Regions from separate parts of the Mus musculus genome. Here all the other regions are linked to region 1. Evidence: chromatin contacts called from public Hi-C, capture Hi-C and promoter capture Hi-C data. All regions are on one chromosome and are shown on one strand. The core of a region is the stretch at or near the end of the contact, and the rest is flanking DNA. Distances in the headings are between cores, read along the strand shown.

Evidence for each region. Promoter capture Hi-C pulls out the DNA fragments that hold promoters and counts their contacts. A called contact is a pair of places that touch in the nucleus more often than the background predicts. Capture Hi-C pulls out chosen DNA fragments and counts their contacts.
Region 2: a Hi-C map of double positive thymocytes shows a contact between it and region 1, with 1.6 times the contacts expected there. The contact joins the promoter of Slc9a1 here to the promoter of Ppp1r8 in region 1. A contact is called at or near these places in 3 of 39 promoter capture datasets (liver and pre-B cells), 1 of 484 Hi-C or Micro-C datasets (double positive thymocytes) and 3 of 9 other capture datasets (adipose tissue, liver and pancreatic islet).
Region 3: a promoter capture Hi-C map of liver shows a contact between it and region 1, with 3 times the contacts expected there. The contact joins the promoter of Snhg12 here to the promoter of Ppp1r8 in region 1. A contact is called at or near these places in 4 of 39 promoter capture datasets (hippocampal neurons, liver and pre-B cells), 1 of 115 datasets of contacts at active chromatin or transcription factors (bone marrow-derived macrophages) and 1 of 9 other capture datasets (pancreatic islet).
Region 4: a contact with region 1 is called in a capture Hi-C map of macrophages, with 4 times the contacts expected there. The contact joins the promoter of Tent5b here to the promoter of Ppp1r8 in region 1. A contact is called at or near these places in 5 of 39 promoter capture datasets (hematopoietic stem and progenitor cells, liver, neutrophils and 1 more) and 1 of 9 other capture datasets (macrophages).
Region 5: a promoter capture Hi-C map of adipose tissue shows a contact between it and region 1. The contact joins the promoter of Kdf1 here to the promoter of Ppp1r8 in region 1. A contact is called at or near these places in 1 of 115 datasets of contacts at active chromatin or transcription factors (embryonic stem cells) and 1 of 9 other capture datasets (adipose tissue).

The regions. Positions count from the first base shown.
Region 1 is chr4:132,841,567-132,844,535 of GRCm38.p6, forward strand. It overlaps Ppp1r8 (protein phosphatase 1, regulatory subunit 8), which reads right to left and starts at 1,603. Exons shown (of 7, transcript NM_146154.3): 1 at 1,491-1,603. The coding sequence starts at 1,546.
Region 2 is chr4:133,368,379-133,371,291 of GRCm38.p6, forward strand. Slc9a1 (solute carrier family 9 (sodium/hydrogen exchanger), member 1) reads left to right here and starts at 1,357. Exons shown (of 12, transcript NM_016981.3): 1 at 1,357-2,529. The coding sequence starts at 2,166. Mir5122 (microRNA 5122) reads left to right here and starts at 1,398; the gene lies at 1,398-1,486.
Region 3 is chr4:132,307,287-132,309,986 of GRCm38.p6, forward strand. It overlaps Snhg12 (small nucleolar RNA host gene 12), which reads left to right and starts at 1,392. Exons shown (of 5, transcript NR_029468.1): 1 at 1,392-1,621; 2 at 2,552-2,617. Snora16a (small nucleolar RNA, H/ACA box 16A) reads left to right here and starts at 2,179; the gene lies at 2,179-2,314. Snora44 (small nucleolar RNA, H/ACA box 44) reads left to right here and starts at 2,667; the gene lies at 2,667-2,700.
Region 4 is chr4:133,478,807-133,481,671 of GRCm38.p6, forward strand. Tent5b (terminal nucleotidyltransferase 5B) reads left to right here and starts at 1,327. Exons shown (of 2, transcript NM_175307.6): 1 at 1,327-1,757. The coding sequence starts at 1,494. Gm13257 (a long non-coding RNA gene) reads right to left here. Exons shown (of 3, transcript XR_390815.4): 3 at 2,671-2,865.
Region 5 is chr4:133,517,364-133,520,224 of GRCm38.p6, forward strand. Kdf1 (keratinocyte differentiation factor 1) reads left to right here and starts at 1,600. Exons shown (of 4, transcript NM_133707.2): 1 at 1,600-1,689. Gm42323 (predicted gene, 42323) reads right to left here and starts at 2,495. Exons shown (of 3, transcript NM_001378703.1): 1 at 1,737-2,495; 2 at 826-898. The coding sequence starts at 2,446.

The DNA of each region.
Region 1 (2,969 bases), core at 353-2,852:
GGGCTGATCAATATCATTCTCATCACAAAATAAACAAAAAAACATTACCCAGATGAACTCTTGGTACCAAATCAGAGATCTGTAATTAGGGAACTAGAGCAAATCAAAACCACGCCCACGAAACCAAGCTCCAAAGGGAGGGAGGTGTGGGGGCACCCTGAACAGGTGTTTGTGAAAAAAAATCTAAGTCATCAGACTGTTTTCTATACCTCGCTTCATCATTCAAGGGGATGGATGCTCAAATGTCAAATCACCTGACACAGTTCCTGGTATACACCAGACCCTGAGGTAATGACAGGTGATCTCAAAGAAAGAGTCTCTTTATATTTGGCTGGCCCAAATTTGAAATAAGTGCAGCCAGGGACCAGTGTGGATAAAGAATTTGTAGGCTGAAGCACATGGATATGTTAAAAGAATAAAGAAATCCAGGAAACAGCCAAGCATTCATTCGCTTCCTGGGCTTGTTCTTTTGAACCTTCCAGGGCCCTTACATTTGCACAGAAGAAACGATATCGAGTCTATCTCATTGAAGATTCAACACAGACATCTCACAGCTCCGCTCCAATCTCTCATGGCAGTGGCTAAAAGGACAGTGCATCGAACAAAAGCCCATTTGCTTCGAGATACAGATTAAAATGAACATTAAAGCCAAAATATTTTGTCTGAATATCCTACCATGTGATTGACTCAGGCCTAGGAGCTGAGCATGATGCAAGGGTTTTTGCCCTTGAAGATCTCAATGTAACAGAAGCCCGAGAGGTAACACGTTAATAACCAGGAAGAGCCGCAACAGCAGAAAGGGCTCTAACCCCGATGCATCCTCGTGCAAAGCAGTTCCTATTCATTCATCTTGCACCCCACTCAACGCGGAAACCATCCTACTACTTCTCTGAACTTCCCAGGGGATGAAAATGCTGTATGCTAACAACTTCTGCTGTCTTTTGTACCGGGTTTCGTGCTGGTCTGGTCAGAGAACAAGGGGGAACAGTCCCGCGCCATCCCTGCCCGCAAGGAGCACCTAGTCCGCTTGGAGGGTGCAGCAGCCACGGAGGGATGCAGCATCAGGTTGGACTGAGGTAGGGAAGCCAGCTCGTGCGCGCTCCAGACCTTCAGCACCCGGGGAAGGTTTGATGCTCCCCGAGAGCATCGGGCACTCAGTGATGAGTTAGGGCAAGTTAGGGGCCAAGGCCTGAAGCACCCCGGTGAGCGGCTGACCTCCCAAGCGCTGTATAAACTGAATACCTTCGAGCCCCCAAAACTCGGGTTTCCGCAGAGCCTGGGCCCCAGCTCCAGGATCCTCCACACGTCGCCCGGCCCCTCACAGCGGACAGTTTTCCCTCAATCATTCCAGGATCTTTCTGAGACGTTCGTTTCATCGCAAAAAAAAAAAAAAAAAAAAAAAGGAAGAGGAAAAAAAAATACAACCTTCTCCTTTCTGTCCGGGTTAACTCACGCCAAGCCGCTCCAGTCCCAGAAACCTCATTACTCACCAAGTCGGGCAGTCGAACAGCGGGAGGCTGGAGCCGGAGTTCACGGCTGCCGCCATCTTGCGTCTCCCCCTCCCATTTGGCGGGTCTGAAGCACGCCGGGAAACTAAGAGCTCGGGAGGGAAGAGGCGGCATCCCAGCAGCCTGTGCGCAGCGCGTGCGTGCGCACGCGCAACGCAAGGACGCTCTCCTGGGAGCGCCTCTGGCGGAGGGCATCAGGGGCTGGGTTTGAAGTCTGCAGTGTTTGCTGGAGAGGCTGGGGGCGGGTGTCTCCTTGGTCACGGGGTCAGGAGTGGTTTGTACCTTGATGCGGCTTTCGCGCTGCGTTTTCCGCCAGAAACCCTAGAGCTCTGCAATCTGCATTAACTCCCAGCTACCCACCCCCTCGGGCTTCATCTAGCGATAAGCAGGTGATGGCTAGAGATAAGAAGTGATGGCTTTTTTTTTCCCCCTTTTTCCAGCCTTCCTTCGAAACACTGCATCTGAAAACAGAATCCTTACTCATTTGTCCTTTCTGATCCCAAGTCTGATGTGTACGGCTCAGTGGTAGTGTGTTCAGCAGGCGCGAATGAGGCCACTGATTCAATTCCCCAAAACCAGTAATTTTCTTAGATCTGGGAGAATCTATAGATTAGGCGACTGTGTCAGAAATCATGTAGTCTGTTTTTGAAAACTTTGGACAAACTGCTGCAAGGCACAGACTCAAAAGGAAAAAAAGCCTCCAATTTTTAGTAACTTAACCAATTCTCAAAAATGTTTAATTCATGGCCCCTTAGGATTTTTCTCTGTGGGTCATAGTGACATAGGAAGCATTAGGGTTACCATCTTCCTCTAAGCCATTAGCTTGCTGGTTGTAATGGTTTTGTCTATTGAGTGCTTATGGGGAAGTATGTATTTCATATGGATCAGTTCACTTGGTATTCCCAAAACTCAAGACAGATTGATTCCAGAAGAGAGGCTCTAGCCTCACCTTACAAGGAGTGGTATTCGAACCTGAGTCTATGTAAAGCCAAAAGCCAGGCTCTACTAGTCCCATATGTTTCTGACAACATACCATTCCTTCGTATGCAGTGGATGGTCCTTTTTTCACTTTTGCAGAAAGATGGGATGATGACTTCACAGTTTTTAAAAGAAACAAATGGTTGGAGGGTGTGGCAGCACATATCTGAAATTCCATCTGCCTTTGCTTCCTGAGATACAGGGTTAAAGGTAGTCAACACTATGCCCTGCTAGACAGTAAAATTAATAATAATAATAATAATAAATTCTCCAGGTTTCAGTAAGCAACAGCAATAGAACATGTCATGGTTTGAATATGCTTGGTCCAGGGAGTGGCACTATTTGGAGGTTTGGACTTGTTGAAATAAGTGTATCATTGTAGGCTTGGGCTTTAAGTCCTGTATCCTGGCTACCTGGAAGTCAGTCTTCCACTAACAGCCTTCAGGTGAAAATGTAGAACTCTCAGCTCCTCCTGCACGATGC
Region 2 (2,913 bases), core at 107-2,606, 530 kb after region 1:
GCGGTGGTGTGCTTACCTAGCACGCACAGGGTTCTGTGTTCAGATCCTACTTCTGAGGGGGGGGGGAAGAGTTCTCATGATTGCACCATGTAGACACAATGTCTCGACCTTTCTGAACTCTAATCAATATCATTCATTCAAATTCCAGTTCCGGCTGTGTGTGGTGGTGCATACCAGTAATCCCACTTGAGAGGGAGAGGCAGGAGGATTGCCAAAAATTAGAAGCCAGCTGGGCTACATTGTAAGAATGTAGCCTTTCGCACAAAACAGAACATGCCCCTTCTGGAAGCTGTTTTCTGTCTGCAGATAATAAAAATCCTTCTTTTCTCTTTAAACCAGACAGACAGACAGACAGATAGACAGACAGACAAAAACAATACCCAGCCTCTTACTTTTTGGTTGTTTCACTACTGTTATGAGTTGAAACACGCCCTTTCAAAAGAAGCTGAAGTCCTACCCCTGCCCACCCCTCAGTGCCCGAGAATGTGGCTTTATTTAGATGAGGGGTTTTGTTGTTGTTGTTGTTGTTTTAAATCTCTTTGAGACAGGGTCTCCCTACTGACCTCAGCCTGGTCTAGAACTCACTTTGTTACACAAGCTGACGTTGAGTTAAAAATTCCTCTTTCTTTAGTTTCCCAAATGCTGGAATTACAGTTTCCCACCGTTCGTGGCTCAGATTGGGTTTTTGAAGTTGATCAAGGTAAGGTACGCCATTAGGGCCAATTCCTAATTCAATTTGCTTGGAGTCCTTTTAAAGGGGGAAATTTGGACCTAAAGACGGATACAGGGAGGCTGGGGTTATGCCGCCACAGTCAAGGGAAGCCAATACATTGCCATCAAAGCACCTGTGGCTGGGATGCAGGAACGGATTTCAGCTCACACGGTCCTCAGCACAGGTCAATGCTTGGGAACATACAGAGTGCAGATTTCTAGCCCATTTCATTCATTCATTTAACTTTATTTTGTGACACTGGGCATAGGAACCAATGGTAGACAAGCACTCTACCTCTGAACCACGATCCCATCCCTTTCATTCTAAACATTTCTCATAGATCACCTCATTTAACCATCTTGTTATCCTTTTGTTATAGCTATCCATCTCCACCTTACAGTTGAGAAAGCTGTGAAACAGAGAGGCTAAATAACTTGTTCAAAGTCACATGCTAACAAGAAAACACTTTGTAGATAGTACAGTATGTCACTCGTGTTAGATTGTACTTTTTTTTTTTTTTTTTTTTTTCCAATTTAGGTCTCGGCTTCCTCTTCTTACGTGACACTTCCTTCCCTGGGCGACAGGGGCCGCTGCACCGCGCGGGCGCTGACAGGTCTCTCTAGCTTGCTGCGCCTGCTACTCGTTGGTGCCTATAAATGGCTGCGCTGTGCTCAGCGAGGCATCAGTCCGCTACCGCGGGACCCGGGGCTGTGTCAGGTCTGGAAGTGGAGCTGGAGCTGACCGAAGGAGCTGCCGCTGGGCCGGGGTGGAACACAGCTCTGCACCGGGGTCTTAAGGAGGGGTGTGTTGCTGCTGGCTCACTGCGAGCCGCCTCCAGCCTGCGCCGAGGCACCTTCCCGCCAGGCCGTCTGCCTCTGTCTTCCGCCTCCCTCCATTTCCCCGGAATCTCAGCCCGGCGCGGCTGGACCCTGGCTCTCCTGTGGGTGGGAAAGCCCCAGCCTTTTTCCTGCTATACTCCTTTATCCCAGGCTGGCCTTCCAGCCTTCTCTCGCCTTTCCCTGCGGAGTGGGTCTCACCCTTTTCCGTCTTTAGCCCAGGCTCCTTACCCCTCCCCTTTAGCCGAGTTCCAGCACCCTGGTGATTTTCCTTAGCCAAAGGTCCTATCCTTCTTCCTCCTTTCCCTTGCCCGTGGTCCAGCCTATCCGGCCCTTCCCCTCTCTTCAGGACGCAGTTTCCCCGATTTCCTTCTCTCAGCCTGAAGTTCTAGATCCTTTCGGTTTCCTCCTTAGTCCCTCCAAGGTACTTAACCCCTTTTTGCAGTTTGGACTTTGAGATTGTGAATCTCTAGAAAACGAAAATACTTCTCTAAAACATGAACTTTTCCTAGAGATTGCCCCAGTCTCACCCCATCTGCAGGACTCCTTGCTACCTATGTCCCAGGTCTTACACGCACTTCGCTAAGGGCTGAGGCCTCCTAGGCTGGGGGATCAGTATGATGCTTCGGTGGTCCGGCGTCTGGGGATTTCATCCACCTCGGATCTTCCCCTCCTTGCTGGTGGTGGTTGCCTTGGTGGGACTGCTACCTGTTCTCAGGAGCCACGGCCTCCAGCACAGCCCTACTGCCAGCACCATCAGAGGTTCTGAACCACCCCGGGAACGCTCAATTGGGGATGTCACCACGGCACCATCAGAGCCTCTCCATCGCCCAGATGACCACAATTTGACCAACTTAATCATTGAACATGGCGGTAAGCCATCTCGGAAGGCCTTCCCAGTCCTGGACATTGACTACCCTCACGTGCGCACACCCTTTGAGATCTCCCTCTGGATTCTCCTGGCCTGCCTCATGAAGATAGGTAAGTGCATGATGGTGCTGTTGCTGCCACCACCAGATAGGTGAGCTTCTTGCCCCACTTGTTACCAGGTTCTGCTTCTCAGGCTCTGAATGAACCACTTCTGCAACGCGGGCGGGCAGCCTCTCCCTCCTTTTTGTTGGTCCTTAAACTCCAGCTCTGGCCTGTGAGCTGGCATTATGTAGCAGGAGGGAGGGTCAGGAGCGTGCACGAGATGGGATGCTTCTGATATTGGTTTCAGAAAAGCTGCCAAGGCTTGGCTGGTCTCCTACAGCTGGGATGGGACCTAGAGAGGAGGCAGGTGCTTAGCTATGTGTAAGACAGGAATATCCTTTAGCAAGTGGCCCTTTCTGTCCTGTCAACAGGAATCAGTACGGATTTATTACA
Region 3 (2,700 bases), core at 142-2,641, 530 kb before region 1:
TGGGAACTGAACTCAGGACCTTTGTAAGAGCAGTCAGTGCTCTTAACTGCTGAGCCATCTCTCCTGCCTGGAAACCTATTTTTTCAGGTGTATGTAGGAGCTAAGGGGAATAGCTTGGGAGCAGCATGTGGTAAGTCCAGTGACACCCTTCCTAACATTGGGGAAGGAAAGAAATTGGACCTGGAAGGATGCTTGTAATTCCAGCTACTTGAGAGGCTGAGGTCTGCCTGGACAAACTAGTGAGATGCTGTGTAAAATAAAAACAAAAAATAAAAAAAAAAAGAAAATGTTACCGGGTGTGGTGGTGCATGGCTTTAATCCCAGCACCCGGGAGGCAGAGGCAGGAGGATTTCTGAGTTTGAGGCCAGCCTGGCCTACAAAGTGAGTTCCAGGACAGCTAGAGCTCTACAGAGAAACCCTGTGTTGTAAAACCAAAACCAAACCAAAACAAAACAAAAAAAGAAAAGAAAATGTCACCTCTCTACTTTAAACTGTAGACGTGATACAACCTGCTAGCCATCCCCCCGGACCCCCGACCGTGACTTTCCTGTCATGAAGGACTGCAATCTGGAATTATAAGCCAAATAAACTATATTCCCCTATCAAAGAAAATAAAATAGAAAAAAAAAAAAAAAAGGTGGGCTGGAGAGATGGCTCAGCAGTTAAGAGCACTGGCTGCTTTTCCAAAGGTCCTGAGTTCAAATCCCAGCAACCACATGGTGGCTCATAACCACCTGTAATTGGATCTAATGCCCTCTTCTGGTGTGTCTGAAGACAGTGACAGTGTACTCATATATACATCAAATAAATAAATAAATCTTTGAAAAGAAAAGAAAAAAAGAAGAACAAAATTTTGGTTTTTTGAGACAGGGTTTCTCTGGGTAGCCCTGGCTGTCCTGGACCTCACTTTGTAGAACAGGCTGGCCTCGAACTCAGAAATCTGCCTGCCTCTGCCTCCCGAGTGTTGGGATTAAATGCGTGCGCCCCCACGCCTGGCTTCTGAGGGTCATTCTTTAAGAAGATCTGCCAGCATGCTGTTACCCTCTAGGCCATCCCGGGATGCTCCGGGGGAAAACTCCATTTTTTTTTTTCTTCTCTTTTTTTAATTTGCAAAATCTCTTTATTAAGCACATCCAAATGTGGAAAACCCTTTCTAAGATCGGTGTAATTCAAAGTCGCCCGGGAACTTAATCCATAGTGATGGCAGTTGGTCAGAGATTTGAGTTGAGCGCTCTGGCCTGGGTCGAAACCACTATCAGGGCCAGACAAGGAGCAGGAACCCGGCTTTGCTAAGAACTACATTTCCCAGAGGCGCCGTGCGTCAGGTGGATGACGCAGACTCAGTAGAGGGCGCGAGAGTATATAATCCTGGTGCAGGCCGTTCTCAGTCCTTTCTCGCTTCATCCGCGGTCCCTGTCTGTTTTCGTTATGGCGCCTTGTACTTCTACCCAACGTTGCCCGCCCCCCATCTTCCCAGCCCACCAGCTCCGTCCGCCTCTCCGGATGATTCGTGAGATACCGAGCCTGCCGGGAAGGGACCGGATTTTTCCGTCTGGTCCAAGGAAGCACGGGTTATGGCCACATGCGCAGTGATAACTCAGGGCCCCACGCCTTTTGACCCGTGAGTGTTGTAGGCTTGGGGGTGACGGGATCTGGTAAGAGCATTTGTGCCTTTACTGGATTACGTGCTTGGGTGCAGTAACCTTATTAGGATGACGCCAATGGAAGGGCCTGTGACCATTACCTCCGAGCGACCTTTTTGTGATTAACCTCGCTCCTATGTTGGGTGGAATTTGGGTCCTACCACGTGCTAGGCGATCGCTATGTCAACCATAGTATTAAAGCCTTAAAAAAAAAAAAGTCAGGATAATGGGCCCTACAGAGTTGGGCAAGGATTATACAACCTCGGCTTTCTCGCTTTCTGATTGCAAAAAGCCGCCATTTTATTCAGCTAAACCTGATGTCCACAGCGCGTTAAAAAGCGTTTGTAGGCGGTAGGGTCATTAATTTGAGACTGCTTTGGGTTATAGTCAGGAACCTATCCCAATGTCTAAAGCTTCACGTATTGAACTAGGAGCCATCGGAGCCCACAGGATTGCCTTTTCAGGCGTCTCTCTAGTAGGCAGTGGTGAGGCATGTGGCTTGTGGGTTTGAGGTCTAGCAATTGCTATCGCTGTCTGTGGCCCTTATCGAAGCTGCAGCAGCTTCTACATAGCTGCTGTGGTCAAAAAGGTGGCCCAGAGAAAGAATTTTCCTTGACGGTCGCAGTTCTGTTTCCTGTAACTGATCTGCAACATTGTGGAAAATGACAGCTTCACCTTACTATTTCTCTGGAGTATGTAGCAATCTTTAGGCTTTTATTCCTGGGGGGGGTGGGAGGGGATAGGAGGTAGACCGGTGAGTGAGCTCAATCTGATTTACAATTCAGGCCTGTATTGATCATCTATTGGTAAATAAACAATGCCTTGGTCACTGTCACAGTCCCTATAAGGTAATGACTGGGAATATGGAACAAGATTATTGTGGCTAATTCTGTTGCCATTCATCTTAGCTGTTGATGAAGATTGTGAGGAGGGAGACCAGAAGATAATGGACAACGATACAGCAGAAGGGTCTGGTAAGCTCCGTTTAGTTGCACTACCCGGGGAGACCTGAGGCATGTTTCCAAGGGCTGTGGCTGCCTGTAGCCATGGGATCTCC
Region 4 (2,865 bases), core at 77-2,576, 640 kb after region 1:
AGGATCTTGCACTAGGCAAGCATTCCGAGCCACTGAGCCAAATCCATGTGCAGGAGAGTATTATGCCTGGACCTCAAACGCTTTCATCAGTAGCCTCGGGGATCTAGAGTTCAGAGACAACTCAGTCAAAGATCTCATTTTTATTTCCCTCGTTTTGTGGCACCAGAGGTTGAAGCCTGGGTCTCCGGCACACTAGGCGAGCAATTGGTCAGCGCTTTATATCTCCAGCCTGTTGATGTTGTTGTTGACAGGGTCTCACTGTATATCCCCGGCTGACCCAGAACTCAACAGGCAGACAAGGATAACTGAACGTCTTATCCTCCTGCCCACACCACTGGAATGCTGGGGTTACACATCTGGTGGAACACACGGGGCCTCCTCCAGGGGTTTTTAGAGTGGCCTGAGGCTGGGGCCGGCTTTCAGAAAGAAGAAATGTGTGTTCTGGTTTGAGGCAGGTCAAGCTGTGCCCTGACAGAAACTGGGGTATAGTAGCTGTTTCTAAGTCCTGGATTCTTCTTCCCTGTCTTTTAATCCTTAGTCTGCCTTTTAGGAAAATGGAAGGCTACAGAATTTGCTATATTATTATTACGAGAATGACAAGAAAAAAATACTGCGGCGATGAACAGGGCGATTCGATTTCGATTCTCCCTCCTGCCCATGACACATATATTTAAAATCTGAAAAGGAGGAGGGGATAAGATTCAAAAGTAGCAATAAGCCTCGGCCTCTATGATCTGTAGAGAGAAAGAGAAAAAAAATAGTAATATCCATCCCAGAAAAACCCTGGGTGGGCCCAGATGGAGCAAAGAGCTACATAGATCTTTAAACCTCCATCAGGACCATAACTGACACTCACATGCTACATGATGATGGGTAATAACGCCCTCTCTCTAAGCAGATTTCACCTCACCTAAGATGGAACAGGTACGCCAGGCATGCGGTAATTCGAAGGGCCAATCAAAGGAATAAATTAGAAAGCGGCCGGGCCGCCTTGTCAACACGGCAACATTACTCTACACAGACCTCCCTCGACTTCTGCCGCTGGAGGGCGCTGTCCCTCTAAGTCCCGGCAGGCTCGGGCCAATCGCAAGCAGCAGCTTCTTTAAAGACCAAAGGAGGGAATTCGGTCCGAGAGAGGGGGCGGGGAAGGGGCGTGCCTTTCAGCCAATCAGAAACTCCTGAGAGCCAGCGATTCCCTTGCAAAACTGTGTTGGCCCGTGATAGGGGGAGGGACAAGAGGAGGGCATCTCCTGCTGTGTGACAGCTGTGCTGACCAATGGGCGTGCGGCCCGCGGCCTATAAGTGTCAGCTGGGCCCGAGCCGCCTGGCTCTAAGATCTGTTAGTCCTCCCTGCCGTCGGGGGTGTTCCCTGGGTTTGCCTCGCCGCCGCCGGGTCCCCGCACCCCGCCTTGGCCCGTGCACAGCCACTCTCCCTGCCCTCCTCGCCTTCACCATTCCCGGGTTTCTGCCGTCCAGGCACCGGGGCCGGGTGAATGATGCCGTCGGAGAGTGGAGCTGAGAGCCTGGAGCAGCCAGCTGCGCAGGTGGGGACCGGTGCAGCCTCGGCAGTGGCCACGGCTGGGGCGGCCGGCGGCGGCCCGGACCCGGAGGCCTCCTCGGCCTCCCTGGGACGGCACCAGAGTCGGCTGAGCTGGCCACAGGTGAAGCGGCTGGACGCGCTGCTGAAAGAGCCGATCCCCATTCACGGACGAGGCAACTTCCCCACGCTGAGCGTGCAGCCCCAGCAGATCGTGCAGGTGAGGGGGACCCTGGCAGGGTCGGGGGTGGGGTGGTGCTCTGCTGCAAGGTACCTGGAGTCTATGACTGGCCGGGAAGCTAGGGAAACTAAGAAACAGGAACCCGACTACTAGTTCAGCTCTTCCTGCACCCTGCTGAGCTTGCCTGCTTGCCGTTCTGGGGACCTCTTATTCCCTTGGGAACCACTCACCAAGACCCTGGCTGGGAAATGGGGTGGAGATGGAGGAGGCACTAGATGGGACATCGCCCTGGCAGTCGCCAGTGAGGAGGGTGTGTACCTGGTTCCAGAATAGCTTTTCTTCTTCTACCTCACATCCTTGGACCTCCTGCACCCTCAGGGTTCTAGGGCACTCTGCCCTTGTGTTCCCACAACCCTTAGCTCAAGAAGCCTTGGCTAGGTGAAACAGCCCAGAAATTCCTGGGAAAGCTCCCAACCTCCCACGTGTTGCGGCCAGACCGGAGACCTCACCCCTTTGAAGATAGCATCAAATTTCCATTTTAGGGGTTCCTTCTCCCTTAAGGCTAGAATGAAGGCCGGCCCAAGGTTCAGACCCCAAAACACTATCTCCCTCCTGAGGATCAGATTCTGGCAGCTGCCCCCCTCCCCCATCAAACTACAGCTCTTTTAACCTAACCCTGCAAGACCCCAAACTTGCTCTTTCTGCATACAGCCCGAGCACTGTGGAATTCTGAAATACCAGAGGATGCCCGTTCTTATACCCCATTCTAACTGAGGCCTCGGGTGGGAGGGTGAGCTACCTACCAAAGGCTATCCAGTGAGGTGGAGGTCAGGTTCAGGGAGGGAGTCCTGGAGCTCCCCAGGAACAGATGGTATCTGATCAACAGTTCCTCTCCCCCCCCATCCCCATCCCACCCCACTCCCCAGATTCCCAAACTCAACATCTAGTCCTGAAGTCCCTGTATAATGAAACCCAGAAAAGTTAGCTAGTGCTAGTTCCTGTGTGTTCCTGTCAATCATGGTCTTTCCACACAAGCCAGGTAAAGCTGGGCTTTATCATTCCCCACCCCCTTACTACAGCCTTCCACAGAGAGGGAGGGTGGCTGTTGGGGGACGGTCAGTCTTGCCCTCCCTCCCTAGGAACGGGG
Region 5 (2,861 bases), core at 350-2,849, 680 kb after region 1:
ACAAGGTGGCTCATTTTCTGAATTCCAAAGGGGAATATGGTGTACCCCTTGTCCATCCTTGCCCCAGAAGGAAGTGTGATAGACTGTGGGAAGTTCTGCCACTGGGCCTTTGCTGGGAACTTGCCACAGGGATCTCTCCCAAACCTGTCATTTCCATGTGTGACCTTCTTTGTCCTCCCCAGTTGACAGAGGTACCTTTTAAAATTGTTTGTTTGTTTACTTATTTATTTACTTATTTATTTATTTATTGGTTTTTTTTGAGACAGGGTTTCTCTGTGTATCCCTGGCTGTCCTGGAACTCACTTTGTAGACCAGGCTGGCCTCAAACTCAGAAATCTGCCTGCCTCTGCCTCCCAAGTGCTGGGATTAAAGGTGTGTGCCACCATGCCCCTCATGGTTTTTTTTGTTTGTTTGTTTGTTTTTTTGAGATGGGGTCTCTCTACATAGTCCTGCCAATCCTGGAACTCACTCTGTAGACCAGGCTGGCCTGGAACTCACAGAGGTCCACCTTACTGCCTCCAAAGAGCTGGGATTAAAGGCATGTGCCACCACATCTGGCTAGAGAGGTCTATATCTACAGAGGGGACACTGGAAAATGGAAAGTGACTTGCTCCCATGTCAAACAGTTCAAAAAGAGCAAGAAAGACATCAGGGACTATGTTGGCTGTGGAGGCGCATGCCTGTGATCCCAGCACTCCATAGATAAGAGGAGCAAGTCTTCAAGGGCAGCCTTGGCTACATAGGGAGCTAGAGGCCAGCCTGGGGTACATGAGACTTTGTCTCAGAAAACTTGAACAATCTACGGCTGCACCCCTGGGAACATACCTGATCTAGGCTGATCTTGACTCGAAGCAGGACAGGATATGGCTGGTCTTCCCAGGATCTTGTATTGGAAGACCTAGGTAAGAGGAGCTGAAGAGAGAGTTCTGCCTCAGAGAGCACTGGCTGCTCTTCAAAGTTCCAAGGTCCCCAGTTCGACTCTCAAGTGCTCACATAACAGCTCACAACCCTCTGTAACTCCAGTTCCAGGGCATCCCATGCCCTCCTCTGCTCCCTTACCTGTGGGCACAAGGCACGCAAGTGGTGCATGGATGTACAAGCAGGCAAGACATTCATACATATAAAAACATTTAATGTAAAAAAAGAGAAACCTAAATAAGTGAATATGTAGACAGACAGATAGATAGACAAGAGATCATTGCCTAGCTATTCAAACAGTGAAGAATATTTACTAAGCAGTTGGTATGTGCCAGGCGCTGTACTAGGGAAACAAGACCAGACCTTACCCTCAAGGTCAGAGGCTAAAAGGAGGAGACAAAAGACAGGAAAGCAACAGTCTGCTGGGAACTATAATAAAGAGTCCAGAGAACTGTTCCACATGACAGAGCTAGGGACTCAGGGGCCCGGACGGCTTCCCAGGAGGCATGCATGCCCTTTAAGTAGGAGCTTTGCGGCCCGGTAGGCGCCCCATGGGCTCTCCGATACTTCCAGGACACTGGACTATAGAGCAGAGAGGGGACCTAAGCACTGTTGCCCGATGATGGCCCCTCTCAGGGCCTCACTCTCCTGGCTGGGCCGGAGCTGGGCGGGGCCTCGGCCAGGTGCGCGGCGGCGCTCGGCGGAGGCAGGAAGTGTGTCCCCAGCGGCGCCCCGTGCCGCGCTCCCGCGAGACGCTTACCTGCGACCCAGGTGAGTGCCGAGGGGGGCGGGGGAAGGGCCGAGCGGAGGCGGCTCACCTGGCTGGGCAGGTAAGGCCGGCGCGGGTCCGCGGGGGCGCGGGGCGGTGCAGCCCCGGGTGGGTGACCCTGGAGGCCGCGCCTGGACGGCGGCGGGGCGCGGGCCCTGCTCCTCGGGCCCCGACGTCCACTTCCGGGGTGCGCGGGGCCCGGCCGGAGCGGCCCGAACGGGCGCAGGGCTGGGCTGGGCTGGGCGGGCCGAGAGGCCCCTGGGGTGCTAGGACCCAGCACCGTGCGTGGAACAGCGTCGGGAGTCGCGGGCCACGGCGCTGGTGGCAAGCGAGGCGGTGCGCGCCCCGACGGCAACGCGAGCCCTGCCGCCTGGACGCGCGCGGCTCCTGCTTGCAGATGAGACAGTGGCTGGGGCTGTGCCAGGGGGGTGCACAGTACCCTGCGCCCGAGCTGAGCAGAGCTGAGCGCGGCTCGCTGACCATACGTTTGCCTGGACAGAGGCTGCTGCAGCCGGCTCGTCCTGGGGACACAGGGAGGAGGGCCCATGGAGAGCCCCCGAGTCTGTCTGTCTGTCCGTCTGTCTCTGTGTTTTGTGGGGACTGTCGGAAAGGCGAAGGCAGTGAGAAATCAGAGAATCCTGGGGCCATCAGACCTTGAGGCATCCTTGCGATGCCTTCGAACGCTGCCAAGTTAGAGAATGCCAAGAGTGTGTCTTCCCAGGCTTTTGCTAAACACGGAGCTCCACCCCCAACCCCCATACCTCCGTAGAGGGTTAGAAGGACATTAATCTCTCCTCTTTTGAGAGATGAGGTTTTCCATTTTTATTTTACGTCACATTGGTTTATTATTTACTTATATTTAAGTTAATTTAATATATATTTTGTTTTGCTTTTTGAGATAGGGTCTCATATGGCCCAGGCTAGGCCCAATATTCAGCCAAGGATGACTCTGAAGTCCTCATCATCTCATCGTGTCTTGTGCTGGAATTACAGACGTGGGCCACCTCACTACTCTAAGATGAACCTATTTAAAGATGAGGAAGCTGGGTCCAAGACTCTTGTCCCAGGCCAAAATTGAGGCAAAAATTGGTCCCACTAAATTAAGTGAGCAGTGTCACTGGGTTGTCAGGAGGGATGGACCAGGGACAATCGTGGGAAAAGGAAGGTGTAGATG